Linked DNA regions of Mus musculus: regions 2 and 3 are each linked to region 1. The links are chromatin contacts, called in public promoter capture Hi-C maps. All regions are on one chromosome and are shown on one strand. The core of a region is the stretch at or near the end of the contact, and the rest is flanking DNA. Distances in the headings are between cores, read along the strand shown.

The links. Promoter capture Hi-C pulls out the DNA fragments that hold promoters and counts their contacts.
Region 2: a contact with region 1 is called in a promoter capture Hi-C map of pre-B cells. A contact is called at or near these places in 4 of 39 promoter capture datasets (the 3T3-L1 cell line, hippocampal neurons, liver and 1 more), 1 of 130 datasets of targeted methods (large pre-B cells) and 2 of 9 other capture datasets (adipose tissue and liver).
Region 3: a promoter capture Hi-C map of pre-B cells shows a contact between it and region 1, with 4 times the contacts expected there. A contact is called at or near these places in 2 of 39 promoter capture datasets (the C10 cell line and pre-B cells), 1 of 484 Hi-C or Micro-C datasets (pro-B cells) and 1 of 130 datasets of targeted methods (large pre-B cells).

The regions. Positions count from the first base shown.
Region 1 is chr19:18,630,705-18,633,382 of GRCm38.p6, forward strand. It overlaps Nmrk1 (nicotinamide riboside kinase 1), which reads left to right and starts at 1,312. Exons shown (of 9, transcript NM_145497.2): 1 at 1,312-1,377. It overlaps Ostf1 (osteoclast stimulating factor 1), which reads right to left and starts at 1,109. Exons shown (of 10, transcript NM_017375.3): 1 at 916-1,109. The coding sequence starts at 949.
Region 2 is chr19:15,983,632-15,986,309 of GRCm38.p6, forward strand. It overlaps Cep78 (centrosomal protein 78), which reads right to left and starts at 1,358. Exons shown (of 15, transcript NM_198019.2): 1 at 982-1,358. The coding sequence starts at 1,249. It overlaps C130060C02Rik (RIKEN cDNA C130060C02 gene), which reads left to right and starts at 1,444. Exons shown (of 3, transcript NR_045355.1): 1 at 1,444-1,661.
Region 3 is chr19:16,131,372-16,134,049 of GRCm38.p6, forward strand. It overlaps Gnaq (guanine nucleotide binding protein, alpha q polypeptide), which reads left to right and starts at 1,313. Exons shown (of 7, transcript NM_008139.6): 1 at 1,313-2,090. The coding sequence starts at 1,955.

The DNA.
Region 1 (2,678 bases), core at 62-2,561:
CCACTTCCTTCATATTCCGGCCCTACAGAATTTACGTCGACAGCGAATGCCTGTTTCACAAATATGTGTGCATTATTTTCAAAGTCAGGGGCTTGATGCTGCCACAAAAGAAGGAAACTGGATAATTATTGAAGTTGAAGTGACTGTCACTTTAGTAAAACAAACAAACAAGCAAAGCAAAACCAATAAAACAACCTCAAGGGCAAAAAAAAAAAAAAAAAAAAATCACTGAAGCAGCAGCATAAGCAGCTATAAAAGTTGATGTAAATGGCTTTCAGCCTTTGTAATACCAAAGCTGCAGGAGATTAGGAAAAGGGGTCTGGGAATTCATCAAACATTCATCTCCCATTTTTTTACGATCCCTGTCAATTCCCTATCCAAATGAAAATTCCCACGAGTTTATTTAGTCTCGTTTCTCCATATCACAGAAAACACTCTAAGAACAACGTTTTTAAAAGTGAACCAGGAAGGGCGGTCAAGAAAACTGCTTTGAGGAACTTCGTACTCTCTCCAGTTTAGTTCGCGAGAGTCACCCTAAGCAAAAACACTAGGATGCATGACAGAGCGACACTGCCTAAAGCTAGGAGCCGAGAGGGTTGCAGCCCGGCTGTCCCGCTGGCAGCGCCCGAGCAGCTCTCCAAAGCTCCCGGGAGACCTCGGGTCCCTGGCCCGCTCCAGCCCGGGCGCAAACCCCACCCAGCCGCAGCGCACTTCCCGTTCGCCTGCCGGTCAAGAACTCCAACTTGACAGCGACAGGGCGAAATATGAGGAAGTGGCCGCGACCGAGGTGCTGCCACCACACCGCTAGAACGTCCTGGCGAGCCGTGTGGACAGAGTCCGAGGACGCTCCTCGGGAACTCGAGCACCGGGTCCCGCAGCCTGGAGACCCGCACGCGCAGCGCACACCACTCTTACCTGGTTTGACCGGTTTGGGAGGTGGCTTGGACATGGCGCTACACGGAGCGACCAGGCTCAGCCGCGGGAGCCCCACACGCACACGAGAACTGGGCGCCAAGCCTGCGCTGGCCGCGGCCGCTCCGGATCCGCGCGCAACCCGATGCGGGACACTCGGACCAGCGAGCTCCGCAGACAGCCCGGCCTTCCCACCAGGAAGTGGCCGCGCCTCGCCGGCTGCTGATTGGCTGCGGCGGGGAGCCCGGCCGAACCTCAGAGGTCCAGCCTGCTCCGGCACGCCGGAGCCCCGCCTTTCTCTTGGGGGAGGAGCTTTACAGTAGCCACGCCCTCAGGCCCTGCGTAGGGGAGGCTATGAAAGCGCAGTGGACTTCGCTGCCTAGGTGAGCACCGGGCAGTGGTAGGCATGAAACGCTCTTGAAGCTTGCTCTGCGACCCTGCTGGGAAGGATTCGAACCCGCTTCGGTGAGTACCCACTGCCTGCTGCGTACACACGGCGAGGCCTGGGAATCTTCAAGAGTCTCCTTCGCTGTATGTACCAGGAACCTGATCGTGTCTAGGGAAACCGCGGTGGGACTTAGATGCTCCTAAAAAGCAACTAGACACTGCTAGCTGTAGGAGACCCCACATTTGCTAGCTGGAGAATCGGGTCTTGATCCCCCACGGGACAGGACAGCTTTTTCTACAGCATCTGGTTAACAAACTCCAACCCACTTGCTGCCTGGCTTTTATAAAGACTTCTAACAGTGCTTTTGGCGTTTTTTAAATAGCTGAGACAAAAGCATAGTATTTTGTGGCACACGAAAGTTAGGGGAAACTTAGATTTCCGTGACCATAAAATTTTATTAGAACACAGCATGCTCGTTTGCTTATGCATTGGCTTTCTTATTACAATTTCAGAGTTGAATAGTTACCCGCGAAGTCAAAACTATACTACTGGCTGGTACTTTATACAAGTTGCCCAACACGAGAGTTTATGTTCACACATAAGTAAACTCACAATGTCACAGTCAATATTATATGCCTATTGTATATTAGGGGTAATAAAAATGAAAATACTGGTTATGTAAGAAACTACAGGGTCAGCACAATGGTCCAGCTGCCCCTGCTGCCAAACCTGATGAGCAGAGTTCAGCCTCTAGCACCCACACTTTGGAAAGAGAACTCCCAGGAGACCTATGACCTGAGCATGTGTTCTGTGGTGAACCATGGCATGCACCTGCCCACACACATGCACCGCAACCTAGATACAAATGTAAGAAAGCAACTTTTTAAAAAAGAACCTCCACAAAATGGACCTTCAACATGTCTATTGAAGGTTAATTTACGGGGAAAAAAGTGACTGAAACTTCAAGGGGCAAAGGTTAGCAGGAGCTTGGTCATGGCTATGCCCCCAGGCCTTGCTTACCAGGAACTCTACCTGTGGGGGATTTCTGCTTACCAAAAGGGTTCAAAGTTGAAATTAGTCCTATTCATGGGAGCGTATCCAGATAACTGTAGCCTGAACCTCACGGAAGTCCTGAAACCTGGGCCTTGAAGTCATCTGAAGAGCATGTGTGTTTGCTCTTGTGTTTCTCAGATTTGATTGATGGTGGAGTTCTTGCCGCCTGCTGACTCTTCCCATCCTCCTGGGAATCATTCTGTGCTTTAGAAGTCTCTGTTCAGAGTGGAATAGATTGAATATAAACATAAGCCAACTATGAAGAAGATTTAACATTTCACTGGGATTAAATCAAAGATAGTTTTAAACAATTCTGCGTATGAGC
Region 2 (2,678 bases), core at 108-2,607, 2.6 Mb before region 1:
TAAGGAACATATATATTGGATGGTAATTTTTTTTTTTTGGCTTCTGGGCGGGTGTTCATGAATGACCATAGAAGCACCACAAAGACTTGGCTGGGAGTTACAAAAATTCAAATGAAAGGAACTTGTAAATACGTTATCTGCAAATAACCAGAGTCAACTGTTTTACAACGGGTTCGTCAAAAATAATAGTTCCAGTCGGGCAGTGGTGGCGCACGCCTTCAATCCCAGCACTCGAGAGGCAGAGGCAGGCCAGACTCTGAGTTCAAGGCCAGCCTGGTCTACAGAGTGAGTTCCAAGATAGCCAGGGCTACACAGAGAAACCCTGTCTCTCAAATAAATAAATAAATAAATAAATAAATAAATAAATAAATAAATAAATAAATAAATAAAAGAAACAAATAATAATAGTCCCTTGGGCTGGAGAGATGGCTCAATGGTTGGACATACTTGCTGCTCTTGCAAAGGATGCGAGTTCGGTTCCCAGCATCCATATGGTGGTTCACATATGGACTCCGACCTCTTACCCCCTTTTCTGTACTCCGCAGGCACTGCACACACATAGTGCACATACACACGCGAAGGCAAAACCCTCAAATATTTTTCTAAAAATCAAAAAAGACGTCCCTGATTATTTTTTTGTTATACATTTTTTTCTTTCCATCTTTAACCTTCTCCTTTTCTGTATTAAACTTGCAATTACGAATGAAGGGAGATTGTACATTTAAACCCCTAAAAGAAGAGAGGGCAGGGACCATTTGCTAAATTATCACGCATATTCCCCTCGGGGTGCAGAGTTGGTCATCCTCGCTGTAATAAGGGGCAGTGTCGAGTTCTACTCCCTAGCTTGACTACTCCAGACAACGGACCGAGGCGGCAACCTGCAAGGGAGGCGGCGGCAAAAACTCCTTTGTGGCTAGGTGGAGGCCGCTTCGCAGGCTGATCCTGCACCGGGCTCCCACTTCTCCGACCAAACCCTCGCACCTCCGGACCGCAGAACTGTTTCCCCGAGCCACGGCTGGAAGGAGCTCTTGATGGCCACCAGCGGCAGGTCGCGGTTCACCCTGAGCGTGCTGAGCAGCGGTGCCCAGTCCACCGCGCGCAGCCGGTCGGCATTGAAGTCCAGCACGCCGTCCCGCAGGCAGGCGCGCACGGCGGGCAGCGGCACGGAGTCCTGCAGCGCGCACAGGTACTCGTAGTGCGAGAAGAAGTCGGCCGCGCAGTCGCGCCGGAGCTTCACCGAGTCGATCATGACCGGCAACCCCGGGGACCTCCACCAGCCGCCCCGCGCCGCCTCCCGCCACGCCTCGGGCGGTTAGCGCCCGCTCTGGGAGCCGCCGCCGCCGTTCTAGTCACCGGCGAGCTCCCGCGGGCGACGTGCGCATGCGTCGGCGCGCTCGCTGTGCGTCAGAGCGCGGGCCACGCCCACCCGGGCTCGCTACGTCCAACGCGCCATCAGCTGGAGGCGAGTAGATGCTCTGCAGTGAGCGCGCCTCTGGGTACCAAAAGTGAGGTGCAATGGAGTGACGACCTGAGAACCGGGCTTGACCTGAGAACTGAGAAGCGGGTTTAGCCTCGAGAAGACTGTTAGAAGCGCTCAACTGTTTATGCTTCCTCACCGAGAGAAGTCACAAGAAGAATTTCCCAACACGTATGCAAACCAGGTGGCTTCCTTCCTCTCTTCTTTGGGTTAGGCAAAGCTAGAGTTTAGCTTAGTATCCTCCATTGATGGTGGATATTTCTCTCCCTCTCTATCTCTCTATGTGTTGTTTGAGACAACGTTTCTCTGTATAACAGTCCTGGCTGTCCTGGAACTCACTTTGTAGACTAGGTTGGCCTCGAACTCTTACTAGTTTTCAATGTTAGTACTCTAAATAAACTCGAAGACGACTCCTGTATCACAGAGAGACCATAATTTCATTACGGTTTTATTATTAATGATTTTAACAGAGTTAGTAACATTGAGCATAATAGCTATGGAAAGTGAACTTGGGATTCACTCAGCAGTGGTTAAGTTGAGCTATTTTATTCCCTATGTCATGTTATTTAGTTATGCATTAAAATGAATTACTTTGAGCAGAAACAAAGTGAACTCTGGGTAATAAATACATCAGTCTGTTTTATTCTTTTTAAGGATTTATTTATGGGTACGTGCCTGTATGCTATCTGTGTGCAAGTGTCCAGAGTGACCAGAAGAAGGCATCAGATCCTCTGGAACTGGTGTTACAGGTGGTAGTGAGCCAGTCAGTGTAGGTGCTGGGAACCAGACTCAGAGCCTCTGAAAGAAGAGCTGTCTCTAGCCACCATTTCAGTTACATTTGTAAAAGATTTGCTTATATTTTTATTCAGTGTGTGTGTGTGTGTGTGTGAGTGACACGTGTACACAGTGCTTAGGGATATCAGAAAGGGGCGTCAGATGCCTTGGACCTGAAGTTATAGGCATTTGAGACATTTGTGACCCACCCACCATAGGTGCTGGGAATGGAACCCAGTCCTCTGGAAGGGCAGTTAAGTGCACCTAAGTGCTAAGCCATTTCTCTGAAATACTTTAAAGCACATTTATAAATTCCTGAGGTATGAGTTTGATTTTCTGTTTATAAGGCATACTATATTCAAGAGACATTATGAATGACAGGCTAAATGTCCACAGTTAAGTCTTTTGTGTCCTCATTCACTTCTTT
Region 3 (2,678 bases), core at 63-2,562, 2.5 Mb before region 1:
ACTCCATCTGAGTCCTGGCATAGAGGCTGAATGTATGCATGCAGTGTATCACGGGGGTGGGGGGGTGGGGGTGGGGGTGGGGGTGGGGGTGGGGGATGGGGTGGGGTGGTGGTGGTGGTGGTGGAGAATAAGGCAAACCAGAGGAGAGACCTTGAAGTCCAAGACTTGTTTCATTCTTAAGTTGCAGCAATGGGTATGATCTTACATTGCAGCCCAGATCAACAGGAGCAGTTTATGAAAAGCATGAAATGTGGAGGCGCCCACTTCTATCTATAAAGTCAGGAAAAATAGTACGATTCTCCTCTTGATGTTTGAGACACACTGAATTGAATGAACCTTTTTTTTTCCCCAATACAACCTTGAATGAACAAGATATTTTCTATTTATTAGTAAACCACCTCAAATTAGAAGTATAAAAACCAAATAGAATTTTGCTCCAATGATACTAGTTTCTTCACTTTCTCCTATTTTATTCTCTCTCCCTCCCCCTTTTCTTTGCTACAAGGTCTCATACTGCTCAGGAAGCAATTCTCCTGCCTCAGCCTGTGGAGTGTGGAGTTTATGGGTGTGAGCCACCATATCTGTCTCTTTCATTTCATTCTGTACTACTTGGCGTTCTCCCAGAAGTCATCCTTAACTGTCACGGTGTAGAAGGGTCAATCCTACATTACCAGACTGTTTAACGTAGTGTGCTGGTAGGAAAACAGAAACCACCTCAGTGACCCGAAAAGTTGGAACGGATCAGGAGGCTCTTGGAAACTTGGGCAGCTTCTTTTTTTCTCTTTAGGATTCAGATTCCTATCTGGAGATAAGGAGGACAGTTCCGTCCACAGATCCCTCAGTAACCCCCAGAGAGCCAGTGACAATCCTTTCTCTTCCCTAGTAAAGAGCATCCCATCTTCTAAGATGGATCTTGGGTCAGAGGCCACTCGAGGCAGCTTCTTCCCAATGGCGTTTTAGAAATAGGAAAGGGCAGCCCGGCTGCAGAGAGGCCCGGAGCGCAGCGCGTGGGCTCCCGGCAGGGCTCCCGCAGCGCCAGCGGCCAGAGGGCAGGCCGAGGCCGCCATATTCTCGCCGACCACGCCCCGGCAGCCCAGCGGCAGCCGAAGGTCGGTGTCCGCCTGCCGGACCCGCTCCAACGGCCGTGACCGCCGCGCCGGAGCTCGCACAGAGGGAGGCGGCCGGCGAGCGGGGCGGGCAGTCGGGGGCGGGGCGAGGAGAGCGCGAGCTGTCCAGGAGGGGCCGCGGTCCCGCCCCTTGCGCTGTGCCCGCCCCCTGCGCCCGTCCTCCTCCTCCTCCTCCCGCCGCCGCCGCCCCCTCCCGGATCTGTGCTCCAGTTCAGAGAAAGGAGAAAATGTGTGTGTGTGGCGAGGGGGAGGGCGAGCACTGAGCAGCCGCGGCGCGCCTGGCAATCGGGCCGGGTGGGCGTCCGGCGGAGGCGGGGGCGGAGGCGGGGAGCGCGCGGCGGCCGGCTGCCCGGTTTGCGAGCGAGCCGAGTGGGCGCGGGCAGGCCGAGGGCGCCCGGAGCCGAGTCAGGCGGCGGCGGCGGCGGCGGCGAGGAGCGGGCGCGCCGGGCGCGCTGAGCCGTCGGCGGTCGCTCGCTGCGGGGCCGCCTCGGTGGATGAGCTCGGGCCGCTGGGCGCACAGCCTTGGGCAGCGTCGGCGGCGGCGCCTGGAGGGCCGCGCGCTCTCCGAGAAGGCGGCGTGTGAGCGCGGCGGGGCGCGGCGGCCTTTCCTCGCGCGTCCCAGGCTCCCGGCCCCGCTCGTTCCCGGCCCGCCTGGGCTGCGGGCCCGGCCGCCTCCTTTACCGCGGCTCCCCTGAGCTCGTCCCTGACGCGCGCCCGGGCGGCGGGGCTCCGCGGCCGCCGCTGCCTCGGGGGAGCGAGGGCGGAGGGCGTGTGTGCGCGCGTGTGAGCAGGGCGCCGGCGGGGCTGCAGCGAGGCACTTCGGAAGAATGACTCTGGAGTCCATCATGGCGTGCTGCCTGAGCGAGGAGGCCAAGGAAGCCCGGAGGATCAACGACGAGATCGAGCGGCAGCTGCGCAGGGACAAGCGCGACGCCCGCCGGGAGCTCAAGCTGCTGCTGCTGGGTGAGTGCGGCCCTTGGGCCCCGGTACCCCCCGCCCCGGCTCGCCGCTGCCCTCCCCACGCGCGTCCCCGGCCGGCACCCGCACCCGCACCCGCGCGCGCGCACCCAGGGGCCGAGGGCCGGGGCTCCCGGGCGCGGATCCGCGGCGTGCGCCTTTGGTGTCAGCTAGGGCCGTGCTCGGTGCACAGCGTCTGCGGGACGGCTGAGCGTCCGCGCGAGCGGCGCGGGTGGGCAATGGCGTGCAGTGCGGTGGTCGGCCAGCGTCCATTGTGGCGCGTTGTGGGGTGGAGAGGGAAGGGTGGAAACGGGGAGCAGACCCCGGTCTGGATTCTGCTAGGAAAGGTGCTGAGGAAGCCTTGGCTGGCGCTCCAATAAACCCGGGTTAACGTACTGGGCAGGGGCGGGGCGGGAAGACTAGCCCAAATGTGCTATACTGTAGCCACCAGGCCACTGACAGGAGTGACCCCAGAGAGTTGCATGGCCAGTGGATGGTGACAGGCGTCTCTATGAACCATTCCTTCCGGATAAAGATGAAGGATCCGGGAGTGTTGTACTGTGTGGTTGTTGACAGCAGACGGGTGTCTTTTGT